Regions from separate parts of the Columba livia genome. Here region 1 is linked to region 2. The links are chromatin contacts, called in public Hi-C maps. All regions are on one chromosome and are shown on one strand. Each heading gives the region's core, a stretch centred on a gene start, on an enhancer-like site or on the middle of the called end of the contact. The rest is flanking DNA. Distances are from core to core; before and after follow the strand shown. Region 1 holds the start of GPI (glucose-6-phosphate isomerase). Region 2 overlaps GARRE1 (granule associated Rac and RHOG effector 1).

Region 1 (7,170 bases), core at 1,412-3,911, 69 kb after region 2:
TCATAAGTAGGTCATTGTGCAGCTGTTGTTAATAGAGGCTGGCATTTGTAAAATGGTAAATCCACCATTGTACCCTAACGGTCACAAAATTGATCTCCATCAATTACAGAATATCCTTTACTAAAATGCCCTTTCTCAGCGCCAAGGGGTGTCGTCCCTCGCTATGATAGCCTTTGGCCTTTTTGGAATGGGAATGTGTTTCAGCCGGTTATTTTGCAAGGGCTGAAGCACAGCACCACTGTGCTCACACTATCCGTCTGCCGTTAGTTTAAGGTTTTGCCTTGACTCTACATTATTGCTTCCATCTACATTAGAGCTGCCTCAGAATTAATCTTGAGGGACATGGGTATGACAGCTATCAGCTGTCAGAGAAACAGCTGTCTCAGCTGCTGAACCTCCCAGGTCCAAATCTTCTTCCACCCTCTACAATGAAATCAGTTGGTCTTTTCAGTGCAGACAAGGCCTTACTGTCCCTGTAGTGCTCAGCTGTTGGCACAGCTTACGGAGAGACAACCGTCTCCTGGAACAGCCACAAACCTTATCCTGTGGTCTTTAAAGATTTGAATTAGGACCTCGCCCTTGATATATTTCTCATATGTCATAAAATTTGCATAGTCTGCTGCAGGAGTAGTTTGAACTCTAGAACTCTCTGAGGTGTGTATACCCCATACCCCAGGGAAAGAAGAGAATAAGTAAGAAAGGAGGAGTTCTAAGAAAATAAAATAGGAATGGCAGACCATTTATAAACTTCAGGGTTAACGAAATGAGAGAGAACATCTCAAAATCTTAGAATAAACTATTACAAAAGAAAGTAAATGGAATGTATGTTATATAAGCAGCAAGCACATTAGTTAGCATTTCAGAAAGCGGAATTGTTAGTAAGACAGTGATGTTACAGTCACATTTTGTTCGTACTGTGAACTAGAATTAATACATCATTGATTATATTATTGACTACCTGAGCCTATATGTTCTTGCACAAATACAATTAAGTATGAGTAGAATGATTGTAGATTTGGGATGTGAAGCCAACAAAATCCTGCTTTGGGTTTGGGTCGGATAGACTTGAAGATCTTCAAGGTTTAAGATCTTAAGGATTTGGAGACAACTCAAGCAGTGCAAGGACCATGATAAAAAAGACAGGGAAGGAGAAGAAAAATTGAAGAGAGCTGTGCTGAAACTGACTATGAACAGGAGTCTAGGATTTGTGAGGGATTTATCCTAAAGGCCTTGAAAAGGAAGGAAAATGTATGAAGTCCACATGGTGGTGTGCACCTGAGTGCCTTCTTAAAGACTTCCTGGACCCTTGTGTGCTTCCTTGTCAAATTCCATTGTCCAGTTGTTCCTTGTAGTTTCATTTTCCTTCCTTACATGATGGTATGCAGGGAAGCACACACACTGATGGACGGCCAGGTAGACTTAGACAGCGTGAAGCAGTTTTGCCTTTGAGAAATTGCCCAAACCTATGATGGGCAAGGATCAGAGTGGCCTCCAAAAATGTTAAAAACAAAACAAAACCACCATGTATAAAGTGATGAAAATTTATTTGGCAGAAGAAAAGACTTTGGCCTATTAAACAGTTATTTTAGGTCTGAAAAACCAAACCTTAGGAAAAAAACAAGTGTGAGGTAAGGAAGGACCTTTTTAGACAATTTATTATCACTATACCAGAGGTACACATTTTATATAATTGAGAGTCGATTAATAATGTTTTTTGTTTTGCAGCAAAGAAAAAATGCTGATTCTACTGCTTAAGACTTGGGCTGTGATTTTAATTATCTGAGCCAAGTTCACGCTCTGTGACTCTGATTTAGGCCCAGATCCAGAAAGGGGCTTAGGTGCTTAAAATATGACTTCACTGGGATTTATTCACCTAAGCCGCAGAGTGCAATCTCTTTAACATGCCCATGTTTAAGCAACATTCTGCTGTATGCCCAGAACAGCCTTTTTTGCCCGCAAAGCAGGGTTCAGCTGCTCACAGGCCTGCCCCAGCGTGCCCTGGCCGGGCAGCGACCGGCAGCGCCAGCTCCAGCCCGGCTGTGAGCCTTATGTAACGGCCGGGGGGGCAAGGTTTGCGGAGCAGCCGGCACGTCGCGCAGGGTTCGGCTGAAGCAGAGGGTAGATGATGCTGGCGAAAGGGGTGCGCACCGTTTGGGGGGGTCAGCGGTCCAGCGCAGGTGATGCCAGGCGGGGCTGCAGAGCCACATCCCTGCCCCGCCGCCTGGTGCTGCGGCTGCAGAGCAGCGGTGCTGCCCTAACCAGCTTCCCGGCCGTTCGCACCGCTCGGCTGGGCTGTGCCACGCAGGAGCAGGCCGTGGGGCTGACCCAGGTTAAAAATAACCCCGGGAAGGGACATTATTTTTAAGCTGGTCACCTCCCCACGCACCGCGGCGGCTGCCCGCAGGCAGGCGGGTGAGCAGGGCGGCCAGCAAGGCAGGTCCGCGGAACCGCAGCGCCCGCGGCTCCCTCGAGCCCGCCGCCGTGCGCAGGAGACCGCGCTTCCCCATTTCATAACCCGAGGGGCAGCGACCCCTCCGCCGGCGCCACTGGCGTTTCTCGCCCGGCCGCGGCGGGCAGACACCCCCCGCCCCGCAGCCACCGCCGCCACCTCACACAGACCCGCAGGCGGGCGGAGCGCTCGTCCCTCCCCTCTGGCACGGCAGGGAGGGAACCCCAGCGCCCGGCGGGGCGGCCCGCAAAGGGGAGGGGGCCGAGGCCAGGGCGGGGCCGGCAGCAAGGAGGCCGAGCTCGCCGCTATAACAGCGGGGGCGGAGGGGAGAGCTCTGCTCGCCGTGGTTGCTTCTGTGCGCCAGCCAGTGTGTGCTTCATCCCTCTCTTAGCCGCTAACATGGCGCTCTCCAGCGACCCCCATTTCAAGAAGCTGGTGGAGTGGCACAAGGCCAACTCCCCCAAGCTCGTCCTGCGGCAGCTGTTCGAGGCCGACAAGGATCGCTTCCAGAAGTTCAGGTGAGGCTGGGCGGCCCCCGCCCGCCTTCCCCCGCGGCTGAGCGGGCCGGCAGCCGCTCCTGCGCTCCCCACCGCCCGCCGCGGCCCGCCGGGCCCTGGGGCTGCCGGCACGACGGGCGCTTCCGCGTGCGAGGCCCGGGGCGGTGTGGGGCTGGCTCCCGCTCTCCTTCCTTCCCGCCCGCAGGTGGGCGCTGCCGGAGAGCCGGGGCCGCGCCGCGGGCGGAGGGATGAACCTTCACGGCGGAGCTTGGCAGGGGCCGTGTGTCCCGTGGGGCTCCGCTTCCTCCCGCCCGTGCGGTCCCGGGGAGGGAGCGGGGCCCGGCCACACCGCGCACACACGCACGCGGCTGCTCGGGAGGCGGGCGGGGGGCCAGGGCGGGGCGGGTGCCGCCGGCTGGAGCCGCGGAGGCCGATGGCAGGTCGGGCACGCGTGTCCCGGGCCTGCAGCGCCCCGCCGGCAGCCCCGCCGCGGCGCGGGGGCAGGAGGGAGCGGGGGGCGCTCCTCGGTGCCCCGAGGAGGCGGCCGTGCGCACTTGTCCTTGACTCATCCTTGCAGCAGGGTACGTGCCGGCGAGCACAGCGCCGGCTGCGGCTCGCACAGCGGCATTGTGGGTCCTCCGCTCCTCCGTCTTTCGCACCCGTGTGCTTAGTCATGATAAGCTCCGTGATGGGATCCCGCCGAGCCGCCCATCCATGTGCCCCCGCCTGTCAGGGGTCTGGCGGTGCCTCCCCTGCCCTGAAACGGGGAGCGGGAGGATGTTCAGCAGGTTTAGCCCTCCCTTGCCGCATGCTATCCACGGTACAGGAATGCATTGCAACATACTCTGCTAGAGGAGGAAGCAAGATGTGGGAGCGGCATGATAACGTTCAGTGGTTTCATCCTGTAAAGCAGCACTGATGTTTTCTGTACACTGGAAACTCTGCTAAGAAGTCGTGTGTGTGTAGTTACGTTGTTGGACTACACCAGCAATCTGGAAGGTCTAATACTATGTAGGTGCATTCCTGACTGGAGTTTTAAAGTGACCCTGGGCAATACAGATACAACGAGCTTCTGTTCTGGAGTGTTGAGATAAAACTTATTGCATGCATCAAGCTTTTCATTAGTGTCCTAGGTGAAGTGACTTTTCTTGTTAGATATTTCTTAAATTATAATTAAATATCACATATGAAGTCTTGCATACCATTATACAAGAGTTAAAATGTCACTTGCATTGATAGGGAAGATATGCTAAATTTTTTGAGTATTGACTTCATCTGGCTCTTCTAATAGGACTTTTTCTACTGTTAAAGAACTTCATTAATACTATCTTACACAAATCTAGTTCTTCTCTCATAGAGTTAGTTCTGTTTTCAGGTTTTCCATATCTCCAGTATTTCCCAAGAGACTGAATTTGGTATAACCAAAAGGTATAATCAAGAGGTTTCTTAGAAGGTTCCTTCCTCAGTGGCTTAAGGAAGTACTCTTATTGGGGTAGCACTGTGTCTTAGTCTCATTGGCTGTCATTTTAATATTAAAGTTACTTTAACCATCAAATATGCTCTCAATCTCAACTAGTCAGTGTATAATTGCTTTTGTGACTGTGTAGTATGCTTAGTCATTTTTGAGCGCTACACTGTCACTATGTACAGTTACTCAAAGCTAAGATACTTGACAGCTCTTGTTTCAGGCACACATACTCATCTCTCAAATGTTTTCTCCATGCTGAAAGTGACCAGTGTGTCTCCTAGAATGGCTTTATCTGATTTTTTTGTGTGTGAAATTCTTTGCCAAGGTTGTTTCAAATAGCTCTCCAGCTTAATGTCCTTTTGTGCTGCCCATAAAACAGTTGAAGTGGTTTAAGTTTACTTATCTACCTTAATCCTTTCATTATTTCAGGCCTGTTTCCTAATAAACCTTTGCATTATGGACCACCAGGAGAACTTTCTCATAGCAAAATATGATTGCAGAATTGTCAGCATGGGTTAGTCTGACAGATCTGCTTCTGCGCTTCTTGCTGATAGCCACTTTATGAGCCAGATCAGCAGGGTGGTGGTATTAATAGTTAACATCTGTTGAAGGCCTAGGCAGTCTGGAAGTTTGGCTACAAGATCCTCTCTGTAGCCTGCACCTCGCTCCTCATGTGGAATTAATCATTATGAATGCACTTCAGTTAGTTCTGCTGAGTATTATCATAAAATCATTGACTATCTCTCTTCCTTTAGAAGGAAAAGGGAAACCTGTGCCCATGTAAAAGTGCTTTCTGATACTGGTTCTGGAGAAATTCTAGACTGGTGTGAATAATTTTTAGTCTGAATATTTTGTTTCTGAGCACAAGTATCTTTTTCATGTTCTTATAAGAACCTTATACTCTCTATGTCCTACAGAACATAGGTAGAAGATCCTTCTTTTTGTCCCTTTTTTCTTCCTCAGAATTTGTATATGCTGTTTTCCAGATTGGGAATGTCGTTAGACCTGTGGGGTACACCTTGGTCTGTCTTTGCCACACAAATGTAAGGTCTGGTAGGAGCAGTGGCTTTTTTACTAGGAAAACTCTACCAGTTTTGAAGGGGATAGAACTGATATGATGCAGCTATCATAAAACTCAGCGGATAATGGATACCTGGATGCCGATTAAGGTACTCTTGATTCAAATGGCTAGTGCAGGATATAAAGTACCAGTATTACCCTCCTGCTAATTGGCTTGTCCGTTATGAAGGATCAAAATGAGTCCTCTATCTAAACATACCACCGGGGAATCTGTGTGTAATAATTCATTTAGGGGTCGCTCATTCAGTTTATGTTTAGATGGGAGATAAAATCATTTGGAGATGCTGCAGGTGACCTTCTGATTAAGGACTGTGTCACTTAGATGTGGATGTGGCTTCTGTGACAAGCCTCTCGTTCCACCTGGGTAGTGCTACAGTTAGCTGCTGCATTGCAGAATGGGTGTTGTGGCTGAACACAACTGAGCTGCAGGGTTTTGGGATTCTGTTTAAATAAAAGGTGGATCTCTTGGTGTAAGGATTTAAGATGAAGCTACATTGCATGCTGCGTGTTACACCTGGTGTGTGGGGAAGTTAGACCTGGTAGCTATTGCTTGCTTGTTTTGCATGAAATAAATTGGGATGCCATCTTTCTTCACTTTCTTCAAGTGAGTAGTGATTTGAATCCAGCCAGAATTTCACAGGATACCTTGTCTTCTAGATCTAGTGAGATTGATTTTTATTCATATAAGTAAAATAACAATGGATTTTATAAGCGAGTCATATGTCAGGTAAACACAAAGAAAAGATTGTAAGAATTTCATGTTCGTGGGGTAGAACACTGGGAAAGACTGTCTTTCTGTATTAATCTGTAGTATGAGAATTTTTGGAGTTCTCCTCTAATCTGAAGAAGTATTAGTATACTAATGGCCTTGTATCATTAGTAAAATATGTTCAAATCTGAGACCTGACTGTAAATAAATTGCATCAAATCTCAAATAGAAAGACTTGCTGGATTTGTTCTTAAATAGCAAATTTGGCAGGTGAGAGGTAACAGTCCTTCCCTTTGCTAGCTGTGTTCCAGGGCTGGATGGTCAGAGCTTCAATGAAGAGAAGGGTGATAAACAGCATTGATACCATTTTTCCTCACTTGTCTCATCTTCTTGCCTATGAAAGAAGCTTCTAATTTTGTGTTTGAAGACACCTTGTTATTTAGTGTCTCTTGTATTTTAAGACCAGAAAAAGGAGATGTTACTTTGTTTTTCCTGAAGTTAACAAAATGACCCAAATGTCTAGGCCTTGTTCATTATTACTATGACTGCAAATTGGGCTCCCTTCTCCCTTTGCAGAATCTTGCCTGCTCTGTCATATCCCTTTGGAGTAGCAATTATGCCCCAGTTTGTCGCTGTGAAGTCTCTGGCATCCATGGTCACTAAAATAACAGTGCATATTTCTGTGCTCAAGTGTTGGGAAAGAAAAAGCGGGGAAATAACGAACAACACAGAAACATTGAGATTTAAGATGGTTGGCAATTTCCTGTGGCTTGTGTGTGTGGAGCAGAAGGGAATGTAAGATATAAAAGGCTTTTTGTGCCTTTATAGAAGCCCTGCTGGATTACTTACAGGGCTTCGATTCTTCAGGTTAGAGTAAATGTATATATTTGGCTGTAAATTAGTGCAAAGAAGAAATTGATATTAAACTGTGGTGTAAAGGACTAAAGGGACTGTAGAACTTCTCACA
Region 2 (7,268 bases), core at 3,421-5,920:
TCAACTTCATTCTTTCGCATCTGTGAAAATAATTCAAAATACCTGGAGTTATCAATATTCCTTCTGCTAGTTCTTACTACAACATTCCTTTACCAAGTTCCTACACATGATACAAGTACTGCAAAATACATCTTTGGTAGCTATTTAAGCCTTTGACATGAAAAGCCATCAATTTTATAAAATCTTAATCAGCACATTTGCATCTGAAAAGATACATCGCTTTCAGGCTCTAAAAATGTTTATCAAAAAAGTAATGCCATTTGTTTCAAATGACAAATGTACAAAGTCCTAAGAAATTTTGGAAATGAAAAAGCCTTTCACGTTTTGAAGCTTTCTGTACTACACTAAATAGAGCTTGAATTGAAAATTCCTACATCGCAGCTCACCCTGGCAAGTTACAGGCAGAACAGTTGTTTTTCCAATGGAAAAATCTATTGGACTGGAAGGGGTTTTTTTGGGTGTTTGGTTGGTTTTTTAAACATCAGCTCTGTGGAAAATACAGTTTACTCATCACTTCAACTGTAGAAACATGTATCTTAATCCACAGAGCACCAATTATCAACTTGAATGAGTCTCCTTTTCAGAGTATCGCTTTCAAAGTCCATGACGTTCATCACATCAAATGGAACAAAACATGTCGCTTTCTTTAGATTGAAAGGCAAATACTACAGAAATATAATGGATTCAAAATGCTAAAAATGCCAGTTGTTTCTATACATGCATTTTTTCCCCCTATACATGCATGTATTTGTGCTTGGTGAAAATAATTTTCTTTAAATGTTGTGATAATCCTTAAGTATATAAGAGAAGTATGTTTAAATAAGTCAGACTTAAAATTGTTGAGAAGCTTTTGATAACATACCTATGATGCCTATTTTTGCCTTATAAACTCCACTAATTTATCAACTAAGTTGACAAAGTAACTATAAAATGATGAGTCAAATGAGCTGGTTTGTGAGCCGCCCCCACAGTCCTAACCCATGTGCAGGCAAACGAGCGTGGGGAAAGGATTCCTGCTTTGATAAAAGCTTTTCCTGTTCTGGTGCTGCCAGCCTCCAGGCACTTCTCAAAACCGAATACTACAAAGTTTCTGTAGCTATGTTACAGGCCAACAGAAATTATAATTACGACAGAATAAATTTGTAAGTTGTTCTTAGTACTACCATCAGAAGAATTCATTAGAGACTACAATCAATTTCATAGTGTTTAGCTATTTGCTTATGGCTATAAAATTTTATCTTGCTTCATCTTCGACAAAAATCCTTCTACATTTACAGTTTATCGGTGGTTCAAACACATCGGGCAAACCACACAGCTCTTGCTCTTTAGTCTCTAATCCTTCAGCATCCAAGCTTTTCACTGCAGTCACAGCTGTACAACAGGAACCAGTACAACTCCCATGGAACAGCACAGTAACGGAGGGGAAATGCAGGGACAGGGAAAGGTGCAATCTGCCTGTATCTCCAGACTCCAAGACTGGTAAAGAGCAGGAAAGATCATTTTGGGGAGAGGTAAATTACTTAAGTTCAGGACTTAATGATGGTTTTAAACAATTTTACGAATTAACAAGAGGAGCAACCTCATCTCCAAGTATCTGGTTTAGTATTTTGATGTGGTCCATATCAGACCTCCAACAACTGGGACAAGAAACAAGGAATTTGTTCGCATTCTCATTTATTAATGAAAGTTGCTTATACTTCAGTTCACCTTCTGTTAAAAAGAAGCATACATATAAATACCTGTTTGCCTTTGTAAGCACCCCAGCATCTGGTAGACAGCACTAGGAAATGAGTGTTATTGCTAGCAATATTTAACAGTATTCTTTGCAAGAGGACCCTTAGGAAAAACATAATAAAGGAAAAGATACACACCTGCAGGGTCAAAAGGCAGGATTTCTCCCAACATCCCAAACACTCCATCAGTTTGGTCACGATTTGGCCATGTGTTGTTTCTAGGTCCTTGTGGTTTCTGTCCCAACATCTCTGACATCATATTGTCCATATAGCTGCTCACGAGACCCAAGCTGTACAAATCAGAGCTTAAATCTGAAAAACCAGGATTGTTCCACTGGTTTATATGAGACAATCCAGCTCCAACAGCTTGGGCTGGCTGCTGCGAAGAATTAGTCAGCCACTTGGCAGGTACGCGTTGCTGTGGTCCAATAGGTTGAAGCAAGTGCTGGTAATACTGCACTTGCTGCTGCTGCTTTTGTGACTGTTGTTGCTGTGACAAGCCTTGCTGAGAAGGATGCAGTGGGGTGTGAGACACAGACTGCGGCTGCTGTTGTACTGTTCCTGATTTTTGTTCTGCTGCTGTAGAGGATGCAACAGAGTTCCTTCTTTTCACCATTGGAGAAGTCTGCTGGGATTTGCCCATGTTAAAACCAGACAAGAAATCTATAACATCCTGCATTTCTTGGTCAGTTGGCAAATTCATACCTTTGTCGTCCTTGCCATCATCTGGTTTGAAGAAGTTGTCCCATCTTTCAACTAGAAATCCATTCACCAGCTGATTATTTGTGCTCTGAATTGACTGCAGTGGATCTGTGGTCCTAGGAAAACTGCCAATGTTCAAAATGCTTTGTAACCGTGCATCTATGTTAGTGGGCATTTTAGCTTTCTCCTCTGAGTTGGAACTTATGAAGACATTTTTGGAAGGTGTATTGGGGATTGAATAACTTCCAGTATTACTTGTACTGGTACAGGAAGTTTTTTTTGTAAACCTTGAAGTCAGTTTTGAGAACGTTTTTTGCAGACCACCCGAAGATTTGCTTCCATTTCCAGATGGCATGTCAACTTGATTCCCAAAGTCTGAGATTTCACGCTGTAACTGGATCTGAATACAAGGCAAAGCTTGCTCCCTGCATCAACAAAAACACGTATATCAAACCACATAATACATAACTGAGGCTGCACTTCGGAGGAGAATGTGTATTTGGGTAATAGGTAGCAGACAAAACAGAACCAAAGATTGCAAACTTCACCAGCTACTTCTTATGGTAACAATGCAAATTATTACTAGTATTTGCAATAGCATTAACTACTTCCCGTTCCATAAGAAATTTTAGTTGTGCTTCAAGACCTAAATGGAGACCAATTTAATATACATCAAATATTTTTGTAAGAGAGAAACAAATACTTTTGTACACTTGGATAAGCTTCTGGTTTGTTTTTAAAAAGACTGCTGTATCTCTATATGTCCCCACAAGGTACCGATGTAGATGACCAATTTCTTGTTCGCAGTTTGCCTACTGTTTTCCCCTGCTGAGGAACTGGTACTATCAAATTCCTCAATACAGACCTTTCAACAACGATGGCTTTGTTTAACCTAGGAAAGTAGGGCATGAGGCTCAATAGGAGATGTACCTTCCTTCCTTCCACCTGTGTATGTCAAACACGGCGGTATAGAGCACATCTACTAATCCCAAAGTCTTCTCAGGATCCAGACTCCTCTGTAGCAAAGACATTGTTGCTGGATCTTCCTTCAGACACCTGTAATTATGAATTTTAACTTAAAAAAATATATACATATATATTTTTTACATTAAACAATTTTACCATACTAGTCAGATAAGAAAAGGCCAATTGCTGCACTGTTTCTGCTCCTACAGAGGTGCAACTAATCAAGGCAGTACAATGTACAAATGCCTGAGGGTTCCTAAAGACTACACCTGCAGCCCCAGTTTCTTTCTACTGTTGAATGTACAGCTTATCTAAACTGTAAAATTAGGACTTATATAATGTATTTTAAAATCATGATTAACAATTAGCTCTTTAGCTGAGCAGGCATAAAACAGGCACAGAGAAATGAAATAGGAAATGCATGAAGCCCATTTCTGGAAAACAGCAAGAGCCCTCAACAAACCCGACAAACACCAGCGTTTTCTCTGACCCCAGCCTGACAGACTGCACATGGAAAATGGTTCAGCATATCCAGCAGTCTGCGGAGATTTTACTGAGCTGTGAAGATGCAGGATTAGTGAGTTTTCCTCATTAATGGCGCAAAATCAGGGCTGAATTTGAGGTGAAAGCAGAATAACTGAAACCTAAATATTAGCACATATTTAAGTACTTAATGAGCCCATCCCGCAGCGGCGAGTGAAGAGGCACTGTCGCGGCGTGGCAGCAGGAGGAGCTCTTCCAGAGCACACAGAGCCTGGCTCAAAGCACTCTGCCTTCCTTTAGTTCTTTCATAATAGAGCAATTTACGGAAAGGGAACAGAGAAGTGCTGGTTCACACTCTGTAGAGGAATGAAAGCTGTATTGGGGTAAGCAGACTGTATGTGTGGACTCGTACTTCTGGACACAGCACTGGTACCATTAGTGACAGGGTATCTCACTGAGGGATCAGATGAATGAGCTGTGTTGTACTGGAATTTGTAGCAATGAGTAGTCCAAAGTGAGGGAGAAAGGCAGTGTTCCAATTCCACATCATTGTTTCAAAAGGGAAGAAATCCTCACCTAAAAGTGCAGGTTAATCCTAACATTCTTCCCTAGGCAGTCAACTAAACTGGTAGGAATAGCATCTCAGACCAGAGTTCTGCAGTTTAAGGCAGCGCCTAAAGAACAGCTCTCGTACTAATCTCGATCTAATTCCTGGCCTTCCTGAGATAACAGCTGTGAGGACCCGCCAGGGAGGAGCAACACAAATCCTGTTGGATTTCAAAACAAACCCCACACAACTTCTCTTTTGTCGTCAAGCTTTTACTCTTTCTTTAAAGTTGGTTTTAGTGGCGCAGCACTGCCTGTCCCGCATTGCCTCCACCAGAGGCAGCACCAGGACACACACAGCCAAGTACGCCTGTCAGGAACAATGGCATTCCAACAGTTCCACACCACGGAACTTAAGGAAGATATGCCATAATTGTGCAGATTCTCTCTTTCATTTGTACTGCAATATTTTCCCCCTATATATTCCAGTCATAACTATTAGTATAATCTCCAATACAGTGTATTTATTTACCAAGTTGATGGAACTTGCACCACAATTCTGGATCCTTCTAAACTTATCTGAGGAGCATAGGCTTCTTTATTTTCAATCTGTGCTGTGTCCACAACCACCTAGCAAATAAAATGAAAATGAAAGGGAAATTATTTTAAGTATTAGTTCTAGTTATTTTGTCAGTCCTGTAGTTACATTGCAAGAGTCCCACCTCTCCGCCAAGCTGCAGGTGCAAAAAATAACCAGATAAAACAAGTGAACTCACAAAATTATTATAAAGTTGATTTCTATTTTAATATCTTAAAAAAAAAATAAATAGTTTGATACAGTGACTTATACTTCAAGGACTTAATTCTTCTCAGCTACTTACTGGAGCTATGCATCGCTATGTAGGTACCAACTGCTTTACCTAACAGCTGGTAGTTATCAATGGCTTCTTATAACAGCCCTTAACATTTGAGAGGTTTGGCACTATTGCTACTTTATTAGCTCCCAAACACCTATTTATCAAATGTTTTAAATAATTTAACTGCAGTGCATGGTATGATATAATTAAGTAGTATTTAGTCTAAAACTCTTCGCATAGCTCACAATTCTTAATACACACCCCCCTCCTTTTAAGGTTATAAAATCCCACACAACATTTCTCTATTCTACCTAATGGAACTGTACTATTATTCGTTCCCTATTATATAAAGAGAAGAATAGCGACTGTTCAATTTGTTGAATTCTGAGCCTTCTGTAAGACACCATGAAGATATATGGGAAGACTAAAGTCTTAAAAATTAACCTTCTATCATGAACCTTTCTTTTTATGGAATTGAGGAGGGATGGATTCGCTTTAGCTTCATTCAAAATTTAATACCAGTGATAGTAAGTTCCATATTTGGTTCGTGCTTTCTGTTGTTGTCCAGTCTGCATGGGTTGGCCTTTTTGATCATTTCCATAATTTCCTATTTTGGTCATGCTGAACCAGCAGCTTTTTGGCAGCAGTCAGCAGTTCCTGCTTCAGTGACTAGCAGATTAGCTGTACCATCTATCCTTCAAATGGCAAAAGTCCTCGGGTATGAATAAGCCTCAGGGGAGATTACTGGCTTTTTTTTCAATCATCCTACACTGGTTCTACTTCTGACTGGCTGTCTGCTACTGGTTATGAAGAAATGCGAAATAAGAATAATGCTGAGAGTCTTTCTCCCTTTAACAAAACCATCCAGTAACACCAGAACACAATTATTTCCCACCTTTTAAATATTTTAGCATAAGGCTTTAGTCTTAGCATTTGCCTGAGTTTATTCAAGCTTATAAGACATGTCTGAGCACAGTGACAAAATGCCATGCTATTATCCTCTCATGAAAATACCTCTCATTTATTATCAGGACAAATCCATTACTTGTTCCCTTGTATTTGTAAGATTTTAATTTTATGTAATTTGGTAACTGCAATTCAGCTATATTGCAATTATAATTGGGATAAGGAGAAGTGAACTCAGGAGTGATTGTTCTCAACCCCCAAGAAAATACTGTCTGCATCTCTGACCTCTAAGGCAGAGGGAAAATCCCGATTTGTGCAGAGCTAGATCAGGTTCTGCTCGTGGTGCATGGCAGTGCTCACCATCTGGGCTTTTGGAGGCTCTTCCCCACCTCCCATCTTCCTTTTTTCCCTTTTAAAAAAGTTTTACACTTCTCAACATTAGGTCAGAGTTGTGACAGCTGTGATTTAAAGGCTCTGGGAGACTGAGTGCTTCTGCAATGCGTGGTGCTTTCTGCTACAGAAGATCTACCAGCACAAAAGACATGGCTAGAGACTCAGTTCAACCTTCTCTTCATGCCTTTGCAGGAGGCAAATTCAAAGTTTTATTTCCACTCATCCTCTGAATTCAACTACTTTAATACATATTACTTTTATTCAAACATCAAGATTTCTTCAGCTGACCCAAATCTGAAAATACAATTCTTAATATATACGCTGAAGTAAAACCTGAAAGACGGCACTTGAACAAATTATTTCTTATGTTAAAAAACTGAAGCCTAAAATAACCAAGCAAACTACGTCACATCTTCTTGTGCTTTCCACTCTTAATTAGTTTCTTCTCAAAAGGCACATGCAAGGCAGGCTAGAGAGTGAGACTGTCATGTCATGTGCTTTCTAAAATCTGGCATTGAAATGACACATTTACACACAATTCTGAACTAATGCAGACAGCTGAGTTTCTAAAAGCAGTAAGCCAAAGACTACGTAATATTGTCCCATTATTCCTTTTTCTGAGTTTTACACAAAATACACTTAAAATAAACACATTCTCCCTCCCGGCCTGGTGGGTGCTTAG

Evidence for each region. A called contact is a pair of places that touch in the nucleus more often than the background predicts.
Region 1: a Hi-C map of liver shows a contact between it and region 2, with 4 times the contacts expected there. The contact joins the promoter of GPI here to the enhancer-like site in region 2. A contact is called at or near these places in 2 of 2 Hi-C or Micro-C datasets (crop and liver).

The regions. Positions count from the first base shown.
Region 1 is chr13:16,462,215-16,469,384 of bColLiv1.pat.W.v2, forward strand. GPI (glucose-6-phosphate isomerase) reads left to right here and starts at 2,662. Exons shown (of 18, transcript XM_065028451.1): 1 at 2,662-2,967. The coding sequence starts at 2,849.
Region 2 is chr13:16,391,666-16,398,933 of bColLiv1.pat.W.v2, forward strand. GARRE1 (granule associated Rac and RHOG effector 1) reads right to left here. Exons shown (of 14, transcript XM_065028424.1): 8 at 4,963-5,060; 9 at 3,366-3,491; 10 at 1,872-2,860. Among named protein-coding and RNA genes, the nearest start is that of SS18L2, 14 kb to the left of the region's middle. Within about 2 kb of position 4,671, at least 1 of the 3 cell types and tissues checked has an H3K27ac peak away from gene starts, as active enhancers do.